3 separate regions of the Mus musculus genome follow, and all the other regions are linked to region 3. A link is a contact called in public targeted proximity ligation data. All regions are on one chromosome and are shown on one strand. The core of a region is the stretch at or near the end of the contact, and the rest is flanking DNA. Distances in the headings are between cores, read along the strand shown. Region 1 holds the start of Vldlr (very low density lipoprotein receptor). Region 2 overlaps Gm35438 (a long non-coding RNA gene). Region 3 has its middle 19 kb from the start of Gm35554.

Evidence for each region.
Region 1: a targeted proximity ligation map of pancreatic cancer cells shows a contact between it and region 3. A contact is called at or near these places in 3 of 39 promoter capture datasets (3T3-L1-derived adipocytes, HPC-7-derived erythroid cells and embryonic stem cells), 12 of 484 Hi-C or Micro-C datasets (MC3T3-E1-derived osteoblasts, brown adipocytes, granulosa cells and 3 more), 5 of 130 datasets of targeted methods (embryonic stem cells, extraembryonic endoderm stem cells and pancreatic cancer cells) and 1 of 9 other capture datasets (adipose tissue).
Region 2: a contact with region 3 is called in a targeted proximity ligation map of pancreatic cancer cells. A contact is called at or near these places in 3 of 484 Hi-C or Micro-C datasets (the NIH/3T3 cell line and embryonic stem cells) and 1 of 130 datasets of targeted methods (pancreatic cancer cells).

What each region holds. Positions count from the first base shown.
Region 1 is chr19:27,215,732-27,218,454 of GRCm38.p6, reverse strand. Vldlr (very low density lipoprotein receptor) reads right to left here and starts at 1,435. Exons shown (of 18, transcript NM_001161420.1): 1 at 759-1,435. The coding sequence starts at 840. The region is part of intron 3 of Gm35438 (a long non-coding RNA gene); the gene reads left to right.
Region 2 is chr19:27,133,277-27,135,976 of GRCm38.p6, reverse strand. The region is part of intron 6 of Gm35438 (a long non-coding RNA gene); the gene reads left to right. Among named protein-coding and RNA genes, the nearest start is that of Vldlr, 82 kb to the left of the region's middle.
Region 3 is chr19:27,362,842-27,365,541 of GRCm38.p6, reverse strand. It overlaps the pseudogene Gm50113. Among named protein-coding and RNA genes, the nearest start is that of Gm35554, 19 kb to the right of the region's middle.

The DNA.
Region 1 (2,723 bases), core at 186-2,685, 150 kb after region 3:
CCTCCCCCGTTCAGTTATCTCAGAGACCCCAGAGGTTTTTAAAAGCCGCAGTAGCTGCGGAATCCCCGGGGATGGGAGAAAGAAAAGCACTCGGAGGACAGTCCAGTTGAAAGCCACTCTTGGAGCCCGAGAGACGGCCCGGCGCCTGGGGAGTCTCAGTCCCGGGCGCAGGCTGCGTACTTGTCATGGCTCGGCCTCCAGGCTGCCGCCCACCGAACGTGCGCTTGCTCACGGCAGCGCGAGGACTCCCGGCTCGGCCGGCACCTGGCGCCCGGTGTCCTCGGAGACGCCCACCTTCACCCACTGTGCGCTCTCAACCCTGCTTAAGTCTGAGGGGCGCACTCGGGCTTCCAGGCCCCGTGCTCTGCCACGGTCCTAACAGCCCGCCTGGCAGAGGAGGCAGAACCATTGTTCAGTGGCTCCAAAGCCCACATCCCCTAGCCCTTGTCAATGGGGGGTGAAAACCATGTAAAACAGAGGTTCTGGGAAGAAGGGGGACACAGAAGAATGACAACAAGTTCAAGGGACGCTTTAGGACACCCTAAACCCCACCGTCCCCCGGGCCTGGCTCCCAGTAACCTCGGCTCTGACAGCTCAGAGGCGCCACCCGGGTGGGGAGGGGAGGCAGGAGAGGAGCGTGGAGAGGCGCCTGCTAGGAGGGGATGGGCAAGAGGAGCCCCGGGGTCCCCCAGAACGCGGCGATCGCGGACGCCTCGGCTTGTTTCGGGCCGAGTGCGGAGGGGCGCGTCCCCACTCACCGCTTGCAGTGGCGCCGCTGTCCCGGGGCGCCCAGCACAGCGCGAGCAGCAGCCACAGCGCCCAGCGCGCGGACGTGCCCATGCTGCCCGCCCGGATGGTGCCTCCGTCGCGCCGTCGTTGTCGCCGTTCGCTCCGCACAACAAGTTACCAGCCCTTCGGAGAGGAAGAAGGAGGTGGGGGCGGGGAGGGAGGAGACGAGGAGGAGGGGGAAGGAGTGAAGAGCCGGGAGCACGGAGAGCACGCAAGGAGCGGGCACCCTTTCCCTGCAACTTGCACACTCTACTCCCCGCCAGCCACCCACCCAACCACCCACCCGGTCACCTCCCCCGCCGCGGCCGCGGTGTGCGCGCGGACCCTGCGGGCGGAAAATAATGCAGGCGTTGCAGAGAAGGGGAGGGAGAGGGGAGGGAACGGCGCGGGAGGAGGGGGCGGGGAGCCCGTTCGCCACCGAGGACAGCTCAAGTGAGCGGTTTGGGGGCAACCACCCGGGCGGCCGCAGGAGCGCGGCCGAGCGGCGCGGGGACCCCAGCGGGGGAGCTCAGCCCAGCAGCTCAGGCACGCACCGCTCTCCCGCGCGCAGTGAGGAGGGTGCGGGGGCAAGTGGCAGCGTGCGTGCGTGAGTGGCTGGGGCTGGGGCTGTCGCCGCCGCCATCCGGATGGCTCCAGGGGCTCGACTGCTCCGCGCGTTGGCCCGGGGCTCACGGGGGACCCGGGGCGGCCGCTGGTTGGCTCGCGCACCGTCCTCACCTCCAATCCCGGGTGCCTGTCCTAATTTCCTGATCCAGGGAACCTGCGGCCGCAGCAGCTGTGCGCTCCCTAGCTCCCTACAGTTGCTACTGTACCCTCCTGGCGCCTTGGCTAGGAGCGCTGATGCAACTATTGCTGCTCTTGCCACCGCCTCCAGGCTTGATGGGGCTGGCAGTTGAGGGGTCTGGGGGGCAGCAAGGAACCCTTTTCCTCCCTCTCCTGAGCCCCTAGGAAGGGCTGATGTAGTGAGGTCGGTAGGTAGCATCTTCCGGGGGACTCTTCTTTCCAACCTGAAAGTGATGAAGAGGAGGGGTGCGAAAGCTCCGCTGTTCTGCTGTGGGGTTCGGAGTCCCATCTCAATGGCAAGCTGAGATGCCATTTTGTTAAAAATTAAATGTGGCTTTAAGTAAGAGTGTGTGAAAGAGAAAGAGAGAAAGAACAAGAGCGCTCCCGCGGTTGTGGCTTGTCCTCTGTAATAGAACAAGACTAAAATAACCGAGTCTGGGATGGGGAGGAGGGAAATTGCCAGCGCAGCTCTGCATTCTCTCATCAACGATTAGAGTTAATTGCTAATTGCACAAAATGATAGTTTGAGGGCCTGTAATTAAAAGCTTAACCTTTTTCTGGTTGGAGGAAGGGGACCCCGGTAGATTTATTCTTGGTATAGTTTGTAACGTTCAATTATAAGCATTGTGGAGGGAAAGAAGTCAACCCTCCCAGAGAGGATAGATTGGAGGGAGGTGGGTGCCAGACAGGACCTAAGTTTATGGTTTGTTCTTAGTGTACTTCAGTTTTCTTGAACACATCGCCTTGGTTGAGATGCTTTCTGTGGTATACCACAGATTTTTCCAAATTATTTCACCTGTTAATATGTGTGTATGTGCTTCTGTTTTATAAGTTGCTGTACCTCGAATGAATCAAAGTTGACAGATTTCAGATTCCATGTCCTAGCTTCCTTCTGGCATTGTAATGTCACCTTGGTTCTCTTGAGCAGTTCTCTGGGGACAGTCTACTAGGAGAGATGTTCTCATGTACCCAGGAGACCCTGGGGGTAATTCTCAGCCAGGGTACATTTTGATCGGTGTAATTTAGCCTCATTGTGATGGATAATCTCACATGCAGATGGGGTCTTTCAAAGCTGCTCACTGTGGATGCTGTTGTGTATAATCAGAGGGTAGGAGATGGGCGGAAACTGCATGGTGAACACGTGATCACAG
Region 2 (2,700 bases), core at 162-2,661, 230 kb after region 3:
GTTTAAAGCTTGTTCTTTCCCTTTTTCTGAAAAGGCAGGAGAGTGCTGGCTGCTGCTACTCTGATGGAAGAGACTCGGGGAGATAAAAGTGCAGTGAGATAGGGCAGGATCCACTGCTGTGGGTGACTATGTGGTTGTCTTAATCGGGGTTTCTATTCCTGCACAATCATCATGACCAAGAAGCAAATTGGGGAGGAAAGGGTTTATTCAGCTTACATTTCCACATTGCTGTTCATCACTGAAGGAAGTCAGGACTGGAACTCAAGCAGGTCAGGAAGCAGGAGCTGATGCAGAGGCCATGGAGGGATGTTCTTTACTGGCTTGCTTCCCCTGGCTTGCTCAGCCTGCTCTCCTATAGAACTCAAGACTACCAGCCCAGAGATGGTCCCACCCACAAGGGGCCTTTCCCCCTTGATCACTAATTGAGAAAATGCCTTACAGTTGGATCTCATGGAGGCATTTCCCCAACTGAAGCTCCTTTCTCTGTGATAACTCCAGCTGTGTCAAGTTGACACAAAACTAGCCAGTACAGTGGTCATCCTAGGCAAACTCCATGGGGCGTTCAGTTTCCCTGCTGTTAACTTCCCTTTCTCTACGTCTGGCTGGAGGCCACCTGAAGTCAGCTATCTTCTCCTATATTTACTACATGCCTGGCTGGCTGTCAGGCATCACAGGTGGCAATGCCACATGGAACATGTCTGTCCAGGGGGTAAAGACACTCAGCAATACAACAAAGACACCTGAGGGGGGGGGGTAGTTTTGGAAGGTGAGTGAGACCTGTCTTGTATTATTCACATTAGTTTCTTCCCCTATATTCCTCAGCATTCGGTCCTGCTTCTCTCTCTTCCCCTCATCAATGCTAAGTTGCTGATTTCTCCTGATCCTAAGACCTTCCCTATTGGACAGAGGTAATCAGGGTGATATGTTTCCTCCTGGAGCTTATGTATATACACAAGGCATGGCCAGGAAGCAGAAAGAATAGTCCTAATTCATGCTTTTATTTTTTTTAACTCTTGTTTTTAAATCCCAATGTATCTTTAATAACATGTCTGTAGGTAAAGAGTCACAGGCTGTGATGGTGGCCTGGCAGCTCACATTCCTTCCACCTCTGCCACATCCAGGCCCATGAGATGACTGCTACATGTTTACATTTTGTAGTCACACCCATGGCTGGAAAAATGAGGAAATGAGGTGTGTGTGGGGAGGGGTGGGGGGGTTTCTCCTATTGAAGCTTGGTTTCCCATCCAGGAAGAGATTTCTTCCCGAATTGGCCCAAACCAACCAAGTTGAGGAAAATAACATACTTCACAGTCAAGATTCTTATTTTTCAGTTTGTATTTTTTCACATGGCTTACTCACAGTGACTCATACGAAGATTCACACACAATGTGAGCCTTGGCTTTGCCTTTGATAGAGATGACTGCCTACAGCGAGGCTGTAGTTGCTTAAATAACTTGAATTCTGCTCATTCAACATCCCTGTTTCTGTGCCAACAGGGACAGGAACAGCCATGACGACAAAATTGCAATGGTTTGTTTTTTTTTTAAACTGTAAGTTTTCATTGGTCTTAGAAGAAGAGTCAAGAGCAGGGTTGACTCCGAAGTACATGGAGTATAGGAGACTTTCTGCCCCTAGGAAGGTGCCTACTCTTATGTACACCCCCAACTTGCTAGGCCACTTTAAGGCGATGTGTATGGGAAGGATACATATCTACATGGTGAAACTGAGAAGCGGCACTTGAATGGGATGGTCACAGCTCAAAGCAGGACTTAGGGGCAGAGTAACTGTGGACAGGAAGAGACTGTAGCAGTGGATGAATAAGGGTGGAAGGCAGGGAAGGCAGAATGGCTTGAATGGTTCAAGCTACAAAGAACACTAAACAAGAAATACAATGACCAGGGAAGAAATGAGAAGGAATCCTGCAGGGGCCTGAAACTGGAAAAAAGTCTATCACTCTGAAGGACCAGAAGTTGGCTTTTCACAGGGAGGTGAGTCTCTAGAAGGAGTAAACAGGCCACTATGTAGTGAGGAGCTAGACCTCTTTCAATCCGCTTCTATAGATTCACAGGACATTCATTTGAAGGCTAAGGTGGTTCTGCAGAGGGTTTGGTAATCTGGAGATTTGGAAACTGATAGAGATCTGTTGGAGATTGGTTTTAATGAATTGATTCAATCAGGAATCTGCGTGCCCAAATGCTAAAGGTCCTTGTCCCAAGTTGGTTTTTGATCAATCAATAAAGATGCCAATGGCTAATGGCTGGGTACAGGGCAGGACACTTAGAGTTGTTTGGGTAGGACAAGAGAGGAACGGGGCAGATTTGCCATGTCTAGGGTAAGAAGAATATAACACGGTAGTGGCAGGAGATAAAGCCAACCAGCCATGTGAGATTTCAGATTAATGGCCACTGGCCACTTTTTCTATTGGGCCTGGGGTAGCAGGGGAAGTTTTAGGACTGCCCAGCCTTTGAGGTAGCCAAGGCATTTAAAAATAAGCTAATGTAATCTACAGATTCAATGCAATCCCCATCAAAATTCCAACTCAATTCTTCAACGAATTAGAAGGAGCAATTTGCAAATTCATCTGGAATAACAAAAAACCTAGGATAGCAAAAACTCTTCTCAAGGATAAAAGAACCTCTGGTGGAATCACCATGCCTGACCTAAAGCTTTACTACAGGGCAATTGTGATAAAAACTGCAT
Region 3 (2,700 bases), core at 197-2,696:
GCATCTGATGGACACTCTCCCCAGCCAGGGGACCCAAGGAGATCTTTTTAGTGGTTCCTCATCTGATCTTTAATCCTACTTTAAACTTCATTGCTTAGACTCCAAGCCACACACACCCTGTATCCTTCTGCCCTCGGAGACTCATTGTGTGTGGTAGCCGCTACCTGAAAACACGAAGCTTATACTCTTTTTTCAGACAATGCCACTCCTACAACATTAACTCAAATAGCTGTCATGTTCTCTCTCTCTCTCTCTCTCTCTCTCTCTCTCTCTCTCTCTCTCTCTCCCTTTTCAGCCCACACTCACTTTCCCAACTTCCAAATTAAAAAAATAAAATTAAATAAAAATAAAAACAAAACACCTTGCTGGAGTCTTCTCATAATTCTCAATTTTGACTCTGAAATAGCAAAATTAAAACTTACCTACTCTACGAGATTCAAATATACTAAAAATCAAGAAAAGCATTCTAAAAATATCTTTTTTAAAAATCTTATCTAAGGCAGAAATGGTAGTAAAGAGAAGCTAAATTAAAAAAAAATAAATTATCCTATCTTATATAAACAAGTACACACAAAGTAACCCTGGCAGTTGGTGCCCTGCCCAGCAGTTTGAGAAATGAGACAAAAAGAAAACCTTCAGAGGCTTTTCAGCTTTCAGAGCAATCCCTGCTCCAGGGGGACGTGACCTTGGCTGTGTCAGGAAAGTTCCTGGGCTGGCAGCTTTGTAAACTGTGAGTCATAATCCTGTCACCAAACAGAGAGGGTCAATCTTTCAGAGAGGGGGGATGGGGCTGGAGTACCAGGTTCCCAGGGCCCAGTCAGTTACCCAGTATGGCAGTTTACTGATTGGTGTTAAGGTTCAGTCTCTAGTTAAAGAATCACAGTACGTCTGCTGAGTACCGGATGCTGTGGCGATAGCAGTGAACAAGACAAACGGGGTCTCGCCCCTGCATGCTTAACATCTGTTCGTCTTCTCCCTGTAGGGAAACTGCACACGAAGTCAATTTATGATCAGAAAGTTGTGTCGGGACCCTGAAACCAAAAGCAAAATTAAAATGGTGATGCTCTGTGCAGCACTTCGTGAAGTATGCCTGCCCAAGTGCGGGTCCGTGGGGCTAGTCATCTTCTCCTGAACAAATGCTGGAGATGGAAATTAACTTGGGGGTGTTCAGGTTGTTTTTCTTTTTATCCCTTGTATGATACTGGCGCTTGAACAAAGATCTCCTACACCCTGGGCAAATCCTCTGCCGATGAGCTACATCTTTAATCTCTCTCTCTCTCTCTCTCTCTCTCTCTCTCTCTCTCTCTCTCTCTCTCTCTCTCTCTCTCTCACACACACACACACACACACACACACACACACACACACACACCAGGTATGTATGGAGGGGCATGCTTAGAATATTAGCATTCAGGAGGTAGAGGAAGGCAGATCTGACATCAAGGTCCAAACGGTCTAGAAAGTGAGTCAGAGCAGCCAGAGCTGAACAGCGAGGCGCTGTCTCAACAAAACAAAGCAAAGAATAAAACAAATTGAAATGAAACAAAGTTGGTTAGAAGACTGTAAACAATAACCATGAATACTTGCCCCATTCTGATTTCCCGTGGTTAACATCTTATCCCAAATATTTCCAGGTATTTTTCTCTTTTAAAGAAAAATCCTTTTTGTTGTTTTAGTGAAAAAAAATAATGGTTTTTATGGAGAGTGCACGTAACGAAGAGTAGCACAAAGGTCAGGGCTTAAAAATATTTACTCAGAATATGACACCCAGAAATAGTTTACAATTAATATTATTTTAACTCTTATTTATTTATTTATTCATTCATTCATTCATTCATTCATTCATTTAATATAGTCTTAGTTTGGAATACAGACTGGCTTCAAATTTGCTATGTATCCATGCTATTCTTGAATTCAAGATCCTCCTACCTCAGCCTCCCAAATGCTAAGATTACAGGCATGCACCACTACACCCAGCTTGTCCAAACACTTCCTTATAAACACATTCTATTTGAAGCAAGGTAGATTGAATGGCAGTGATTTTGTGTTTTTTTTTTTTAAAAGCATCCTGTTCTATGGGATTGTTTTAGAAGAAAAATAGAAATACAGAAAAAAGGAACAATTGAACTTCAGAATATTATTTTTTTAATCTACAAGAGAAAGATTATTTATGCTTAAAAAGGTAATTGTGAGAAACATTGGCACCGGAGCTTATAAAAGCATTTTGTTAGCATATCTTATGACTTCATTATGACATTTTCACACACATCACACACACAGTGTATTTCTATCACATCCACCATCTTCCCCCTCTCCTACTCCCTCTCACCCCCCTCCTTCAGCGGATTTTATAAGTCGATGTCAGTCGCCTTTATCTTACAGGAATATGGCATTTCAATACGCATTTGTCTTTCTCCTTCTCCAGATCTCTGGTTTTGTTATGCTAGCTTCTGTATGTCTGTGTGTTTACACACGCAGATGCACATACATGTGTTGACTATCACTGTATATTTGCTGTCACAGATTTGACCACTGCATTCTGTCTACAGCCTTCATTCCCATTTCTGTCTAGTATTAGCTTGACACTCACTGAATTTGACTTAGTACTTAGTCTTGTTTTTGTGTGTACGCTCCTGAGTTTTCTTTTGCATTCTTTGTAAATTAGCTGGCTACTGATTTCCGATTACTGGATATTGGCAC